2 separate regions of the Mus musculus genome follow, and region 2 is linked to region 1. The links are chromatin contacts, called in public Hi-C maps. All regions are on one chromosome and are shown on one strand. The core of a region is the stretch at or near the end of the contact, and the rest is flanking DNA. Distances in the headings are between cores, read along the strand shown. Region 1 has its middle 62 kb from the start of Gm40677. Region 2 overlaps Gm31240 (a long non-coding RNA gene).

What was found. Hi-C and Micro-C count contacts between places; a contact is called where the count stands out from the background.
Region 2: a contact with region 1 is called in a Hi-C map of cerebellum, with 3 times the contacts expected there. The contact joins two enhancer-like sites. A contact is called at or near these places in 4 of 484 Hi-C or Micro-C datasets (cerebellar granule neurons, cerebellum and cerebral cortex).

Annotation. Positions count from the first base shown.
Region 1 is chr10:66,572,840-66,576,630 of GRCm38.p6, reverse strand. No RefSeq gene overlaps it. Among named protein-coding and RNA genes, the nearest start is that of Gm40677, 62 kb to the right of the region's middle. Within about 2 kb of position 1,625, at least 7 of the 459 cell types and tissues checked have an H3K27ac peak or open chromatin away from gene starts, as enhancers often do. A contact at or near this core is called in cerebellum, where this site is marked.
Region 2 is chr10:66,737,637-66,741,367 of GRCm38.p6, reverse strand. It overlaps Gm31240 (a long non-coding RNA gene), which reads left to right. Exons shown (of 3, transcript XR_380501.2): 3 at 1-442. It also overlaps the pseudogene Gm18777. Among named protein-coding and RNA genes, the nearest start is that of Gm31240, 6.1 kb to the left of the region's middle. Within about 2 kb of position 2,132, at least 3 of the 459 cell types and tissues checked have an H3K27ac peak or open chromatin away from gene starts, as enhancers often do. A contact at or near this core is called in cerebellum, where this site is marked.

The DNA of each region.
Region 1 (3,791 bases), core at 376-2,875:
TGCACACTCATCTTTCTCTATTTCCACAAGACAGATATGATACAACCAAATACCTCAACTCCTGCCTTCATGACGTCTATGCCAGGAAAGACGGAGCCCTCAGACTGTGAGACAAGATAAACCTTCCCCTTCCTTAAGTTGTTTTTGCCAGGCGTTTTGTCATAGCAACAAAATGCAACTATCTATTGGCCACTGTGGAATTGCTATGAGCTGGTTGGCACAGACCTCATGGTGAGAGTTAAGTGTCAAGACCTGTACCCTGCAACCAAAAGTCTGCTCACCTGAAAAGCTTATCTTCCAGAGGAATTATCTTTTTTTCGGGGGAGGGTACTGTTAGTAAAATTTAAATATCATTTAAAAAATGAACATTGGTCAGGAAGTTCTACATAATGCTTGTTATTGCAGGAAGGGAGCCTTGGGTCTTCTGTTTCATGTTTTTCCTGTTGCTATGAGAAATCACCAGAAGCAAAGCAAACTCAAAGAAGGAAAGGTTCTTTTTGGCTAATCATTTCTTGGGGGAAGAAGATCCACCCTGGTGAGGAAGGGATGGAAGCTGGCCAACAGACAGCTTGTTATCTGCAATCAGGAGAGAGGACAGAGTGAGAGTAAGAGGGCAAGAGAGCAGAAAAGCTAGAGAAGAGAGAGATGGAGGGAGAAAGGGGGGGAAGGGGAAGGGAGAGAGTGAGGAGGAAGGGAGAGAGGGAGAAAAAGCAAGAGGCGGGGAGGGAGGGAGGGAGGGAGGGAGGGAGGGAGAGAGAGAGAGAGAGAGAGAGAGAGAGAGAGAGAGAGAGAGAGAGAGAGAGAGAGAGAGAGAGAGAGAGAGAGAGAGAGAGAGAGAGAGAGAGAGAGAGAGAGAGAGAGAGAGAGAGAATATATGCTCACTTTTCTTTTTTATTCAGGTCAGGATTCCAGCCCATGGAAGAGCTCACAGTTAGGTTAGGTCTTCCTACCTCAACTCAATGCAGAGACTCCCTCATTTAGACATTTCCAGAAGCTTGTGTCCATGATGCTTTTAGTTGATAATCTTTACTTTCCCACCACCTTTAAAGTTGTGGGTATAATGTCCAGCCCAGGAATTATTAAGAACGTTCAAGCTCAGACTGCACTTAACTAAATTACCCTTCATCCACTATGAGATTGTTGTCACGTTTTCCACTCTATAGACAGAAGCCTTTGCAATTCGTCTCATTTGTAACATCTCCATCCTTTAAAGTACTTGTCTCTTCACCCTGACATTCCAAACTGGTTCAGCGAGACACAAAGATGTCTCCGAAGGCGGTGGGACTATTAATGCTCAGGTTTAATGAAGTGACAAATCTGATTTCGACAACACTGGCTTACCGTGGGAAAAGTGCCAAACCTAGAATCAGTTTAATTCAATGAAAGCGATGCCTTGTGTAAACTCTACATATCAAATGGCCCCATGTGTGTGTGTGTGTGTGTTTGTGTGTGTGTGTGAATGCATACATGAAAATTATGCAAATATAATAGCACGAATGTAGGTCAGTTTGGAGTAGGCTTTTCATGCCTGCTGATTTTATTTTGCTATTCCTATCTCGAACTGTAGGTGCCAGCAGAGACTTGAGGAATTGCTTCTGCATGTCTCAAACCCCTTTCAAGATGTGTTAATGACTAGGAATGGCCTTGAGCCCAGGCAATCTTGAACTGACTTTACATTCCCAAGCCACAGTTGGCATCCCTTCACAGTTTTGCATTGTACTCTTGTGGTCAGAAGTGAGCACACATCTGTGGTCTGGGAACCTTACAGTGTCTTTTAAATAGGATTTTCCTTATTGGGTGACTGTCTCTGCTCTTTACTGGGGACCCACAGGTACCCCATATAGACTTCTGCTTTTGTTGCCAGTGCCCTGCCCCACCACATCTATTTGTCATACATTTAAGCTTCTTTTGGATCCCAGAGGTTTCTCCAAGATGAATGTATCAAACTTGGCCTAACTCTTGAGTCCTTTGCACCCAGACCCGTTCCCCCAGCCCCAGGGCACAGTATACTTGTATACCTGATACAGACAATCCTGCTGGGCTTCTGATTTGTCTTTAAGTTCTATAATGGATGACACACCACCTTTCTATCCACTAAATATCCCAATCTGTAAGTTAATGGTGCATAGACTTTCACTGTTCTTCCTCATGGAGTGCCATGAAACCACAAAAGAGGGTAAAAGGGAACAGGCTATGTCCTTGAAGACATTTGGGAAGGTATTAGTTAGGCCATTGACAAAATATGCGTGATAGTCATTGCTACAAATAGCCAGCTACACAATCCACATAATTTGCCTGCTTAATATTTTACCTCTATGTTCCAACTCTTCCTAATTTGGATCTATAATAGTCTCATAATCCTGGTCAGCACTATAGCCGTAGATTTCTCTAGACCACCTGTATTAGTTATTCTCTTCATTGTTATAACTAAATACCTGACAGAAAGTGATGTAAGAGGAAAGGTTTGTCTTGGTTCACAGTTCCAGAGTCCAGGTCATAGTATGGACTCATGGCGGTAGGAGCCGCAGACAGCAGCCCAATGCAGCTGGTCACAAGGAACCTACAGCCAGGAAGCAGAGAGAGATGCATGCTGGGGCTCAGCTCACTTCCTCCTTTTCAGCCTGGGACTCCACCCATAGGATGTCATCCGTCATCTTCATTCAGGGTGAATATTCCTTGCTCATTTCAATATTTCTAGAAACACCCAATAGCTATGCCCAGAGGCATGTTTCCATGGTGATTCTAAACTAGTAAAGTTGACAGTGAACATAAACCATCACGTTGTATTTGCTTCTGTTGGGAACCTGCAGGGAAAATTGCTGAATTTAAACTACTTTAAATTTTATTGGTGAGTGAATTCAGTTCACAAGTTGATGTGGTGATTAGTTTCCGTTCGTATTTTGTCTAACCTAAAACTATTACCTAAACCGCTGTTCCATCGCCACCAAAGTGGAGGCGAATGTTTCCTCTGTGGGAAATTTACTTCTTGATGAGCTTTAGACTGGAATGTAGATTTTTGGATCTCCATTTCTCAGTTGAGGAATCCGGGTAGATTCTTTTACTAGGGTAGGTTTCCTTTCTCAGGGGCACCATGAATGGTGAATCTTATCTGATAGCATGGGTGCAACAAGTACTTAATTCTATTTCGGGACACAAGGAAAAAGGCAGAAGAGTGCATATCTGACTGTCAATGTGAGGTCCCTGAACAGTGAGACAAAAGGGAAGGCGAGAGGAGGGGCAAGAAAAGAAGAGAAAAAAAGAGTGGAAGGTGGTATTCTGCTGTGTGTTCACACACAGAGAGATAGCACTTTCTTCAAGATGGGGGATGGACATGAGTCCATCCCCCATCTCCCACCTCCACTCCAACAACCCCCTACCTTCCCCCCAATCCCCCCATCTTGAAGAAAGTGCTGCAAACTTGCTTATCATCTGTTTGGTGAGAAAAGCAAGCTGCCAGTTGTGTGAGAGTCTCTTCAGGGAACATCAAGCTCTCTCTGGAGGTGTAGATGCTGGGGTGTGCTTGGATGGATGAATGTGAGGGAGTGGCCTGACAGCCTTGCTGTGAGGAACAAGGGCTGAGTGGCAGAGGAGACTGGGGTGATTGTGGTCTTGCATGCTTCAGAGATGACCCATTCTTAGCTCCCACCTTGCAAACACCCAATTTGCTCTTGTAATTTGAAGCACTTACAATGAAAACAACAACAAAAAATGAATCCAAGAGACCCATTAAATGCTTGATGTTCGTTTTCTGGCCCAAGAGATCTGAAATGGCTGTTCAAACACAGGCTGGT
Region 2 (3,731 bases), core at 883-3,382, 160 kb before region 1:
CAGCAAAGCGATGGCCCTGCAAGCATCAAGACCAGAGTCCAGAGACCCCCAGGATCCGTGTGTAAAAAGTCAGCTCACCAAGCTGACTTGTGAGGGGAAGCCCCTCCTGCTAGCCCAGAGGAGAAGACATTTCTGGGCTGATGTGGAACCTCATGGCTTTAGTCATTCAGGTAGACCAGAATGCATGGGACAAAACATCAAGAGAAGAGAGGATGAGAAAGTGTGTGTCATGACAAACGTGTTAGTCAGGTGCCTGGTTAAGAGGTTAAGTGGAACATCTATTGAAGCAAGGCTTTTCCAGGGAGCACAATACTTGGGGACCTAAGAAAAACTTGGCTTGTCCTTAACTTATTTCTGAGTTTATTTTTTTTTAAAGGTACCTAAAAATGAACAAGGGTGAAAATAAACCCAGTATAGTTATGGTTTTTATTGCTGTGAAGAGACAATGTGATCATGGCAACTTTTATAAAGGACAAGATTTAATTAGGCTGGCTTACAGCTCAGAGGTCCATTGTCATCATGGCAGGAAGCATGGTGGCACACAGGTCTACATGGTGCTGGAAAGGTAGCTGAGACTTCTATAACTGCCTTGGCAGACAACAGGAAGAGAGAGTGCCACACTGGGGCCTGCCTTGAGCATGATGCACTTCCTCCCAAAAAAGCCACACCCACTCCCACAAGGCCATACCTCCTAATAGTGCTGCTCTCTGAGCCCCTGGGGGCCATATATATATATACATTCAAGCCACCATACCCAGGGAGAAGTCAGAAGGTAACAGGAGGAAATCCAATTTCTTGAACAATGCTGATGATATTAAGTGATGAAGAGAAGGCTGTGAGGAGCTATAGTACTGCTCAGGGCTTTGAGGGCTTTTAGAACTTAGAAAGGATCGCTGGGGTAACAGATTCCCATGGTGACTTGAGTTCCTAACAAAACGGAATGGCACATGGGAGGCAGAGCTGGTTCTTGTAAAAGATGCTAATGTGAAATGTCCACAAACTATGGGAGCATTTCTGAAGGGAGATAGCCATGGCACACGTATCCAAAGAATGGGGAAGACAAAGAAAAAGATAGTGCCAAGGGCTAAGGGAGGGGGTTGTGTCTGTCATTTCTCTTTGTACACAACACATTCACGTTTTGGACGCCTCTTCCTTCTTCCTTCCCTTCCTGTCCTAAACTCATCCGTGAAAACCATGCATGTTCACTGTGGTCCATGGGAGAACATCAATAAAAAAGTCAGGTATGATGGCATATGTTTAGAATCCCAGCTCTGGTGAGGTAGACACGGGGCAACACCTGAGTTTTGGGGACCAGTCAGCTCAGTCTACTTGGTGGGTTCCAGGAGAATGAAAGACCTAGTCTCAAAAAACAAGATGCATAGCTCTCGATGAATGGACAGGAGCAGAACCTCTGGCCTCTACACACATGTGCACACACACTCTACATTTCTGTGTTCTCGATGACTAGTGCAGATCCCTCAACTGGCTTATGGTATGCTTACTCCTGAAGCCAGCCCTCTTTCTCATCTCTGGATCCTAGATCTGACACAGAAATAAAGACCCAGGGTAAGCCCCAGCCTTCCTCGTGATGCTGAGGTGGCAGGGTACCGTTTGATAAGGATGACTGCCGGCATGTGAACCAAGTACCATACATCTTTAGGGCTGACTTCAGTCAGGCACTCTGCTTAGTTTCTTACCAGATCTGGTGCCGAGAGTGCCAATTGATGTTTTGAAGAGTGTTCATCAATGGAGACTGTACAGGTAACTAGACTCCCCAGCTTTTGTTTTTCTTAAGGCTTTTTGAAAAGCAGATAGGAGAAGTATACACCAGCCATTGATATGTGAACATGCTGGGTACCCTGGCCTTCTTTAATTGTTAAGATAGATCACTGTGGGTAATGTAGTCATCTTTCCTAGTGGAGAATGGCTTATTTTTTATTTTTTATTTATTTTTTTATTTTTTGGGGGCGTGGGAATAGTTGAATTGGTAATGGGAAGGTAGAAGTGTTGTTTTGTGTCAAAATATTCATTTCTCCCATAACTGTTGAGTAAATGTAGCCATTAGAGTCTGCACACAGCCTTCCTTAATCCTTTGGAGTATTCAGGCAGCAGGCACATGTCTCCCGCGGGGAGACAGATTTGGGCGAGATGAGCATTTTCAGAAAGAGTGTGAATCTCTTTGCCATCTGGGAAGGGCACAGTTAATTTCCTTTGTGTTCAACGTGGATTCAGGTGACTCATGGCGGGGGGAGGGGGGAGGGAGGAGGGGGGAGGGGACTGGGAGAGGGTAGTTCTGAATTCTGGCTAATGACTGAATCCAGCTTTTCCTGCAGCTGCTAGAACTGAAGGCGTCCTAAAGGCAGAGGGAGCATCATACATATGCCCCTGAGATCTTTCTGATGGTCAGAGGCAACATCAGTTTTTTTTGCACTAAAGGTACGGTTCTCTAAGGTGGCCCTGTCACACTTTTGGATTGATTTTTCAATAGAAACTCCTTTTTAAGTGTCAGGTTGCTTTATATCAAATGGCCTTGCTTCCTGTGGAGTGGGCTTACCCACGTTTACCTCTTATTTTATTTCATTAACCCTTTTCTGAATGGTGATTACTGTGCACCAAATGCTAATCTCCATGACAACCATGTTAAGGCAGGTAAAGGACTATCATTTTGTAAGTGGGAGACCCAAGAGACAGACTAAGAACTTACCCACCAGCCAGGTGGTGGTGGTGCACACCTTTAATATCAGCAGAAGCAGGTGGATCTCCGAGTGTTTGAAGGTACCCTAGCCTACAGAGGGAGTTCTAGGACAGCCAGGGCTACATAGAGAAATGTTTTTAAAAACAAACAAACAAAACCAAAACACCAACCAGTAATAGTAAAAAACAAAACAAAACAAAAAACAAAACACATCCACTATCATTGTAAATAGCAAACCACAGCATGGCTCAGGGTGCTGGAACTGCGCTCCGCCAACCTGCCCTCCCTTGAGATTTATATCCTGGGTCAATTTCCTTCGTTTCTTTTCTCTAAGCAAGGGCTACCACATATTGCGCTGCTGTTCACTCACTGGGGAGGCTGAGTCCAGGACGCTAGGAACTGCATTCTAGTAGCTGGTGGGCAACCTTTCAGCATTTCGGCCTACCCAGTTCGTGATCGAAAACCCTTCAATGAATGGACAAAGAGAAAATCTGAAAGGAAACCAATCACAACGTTTGTTATTATTGTTATTATTATTATTTATGTTTTTTACAGTCTGGCCATTACACATCCGGGTCTGCTCTCTCACAGTTCCTCATCCCATTCCTCCTCCTCCTCCTCCTCCCTTCTCCACGAGGATGTCTCCACCCCTTCCCCTCGCACCAGGCCTCCCCACTCCCTGGGGCCTTAAGTCTCTCGAGGGTTAGGCACATGCGTCTTCTCACACTGAGGCCAGACCAGGAAGTCTTCCTCTGTATATATGTGTAGGCGAGCCCTCGGACCAGCTCTTGTATGCGCCTGGTTGATGGCTCGGCGTCTGAATCATCAGTTTAATCTCTTGTGTTGGGCTGTATCTCATAGCCATTCTGGTCCTACGTGGACACACATAGGTCACGGTTCGGATGCACCTGAAGCCTTTCCTGTGTTCACTGCGCCTGTGTCGGTTTGTGCCCAGCATCTAGAGGCAGAGGAGTCCTTATCCAGGTTGGACGCAGGCCGAGTAGCATCTTGCTTTGGATGTGGCTTCTTTATTTAG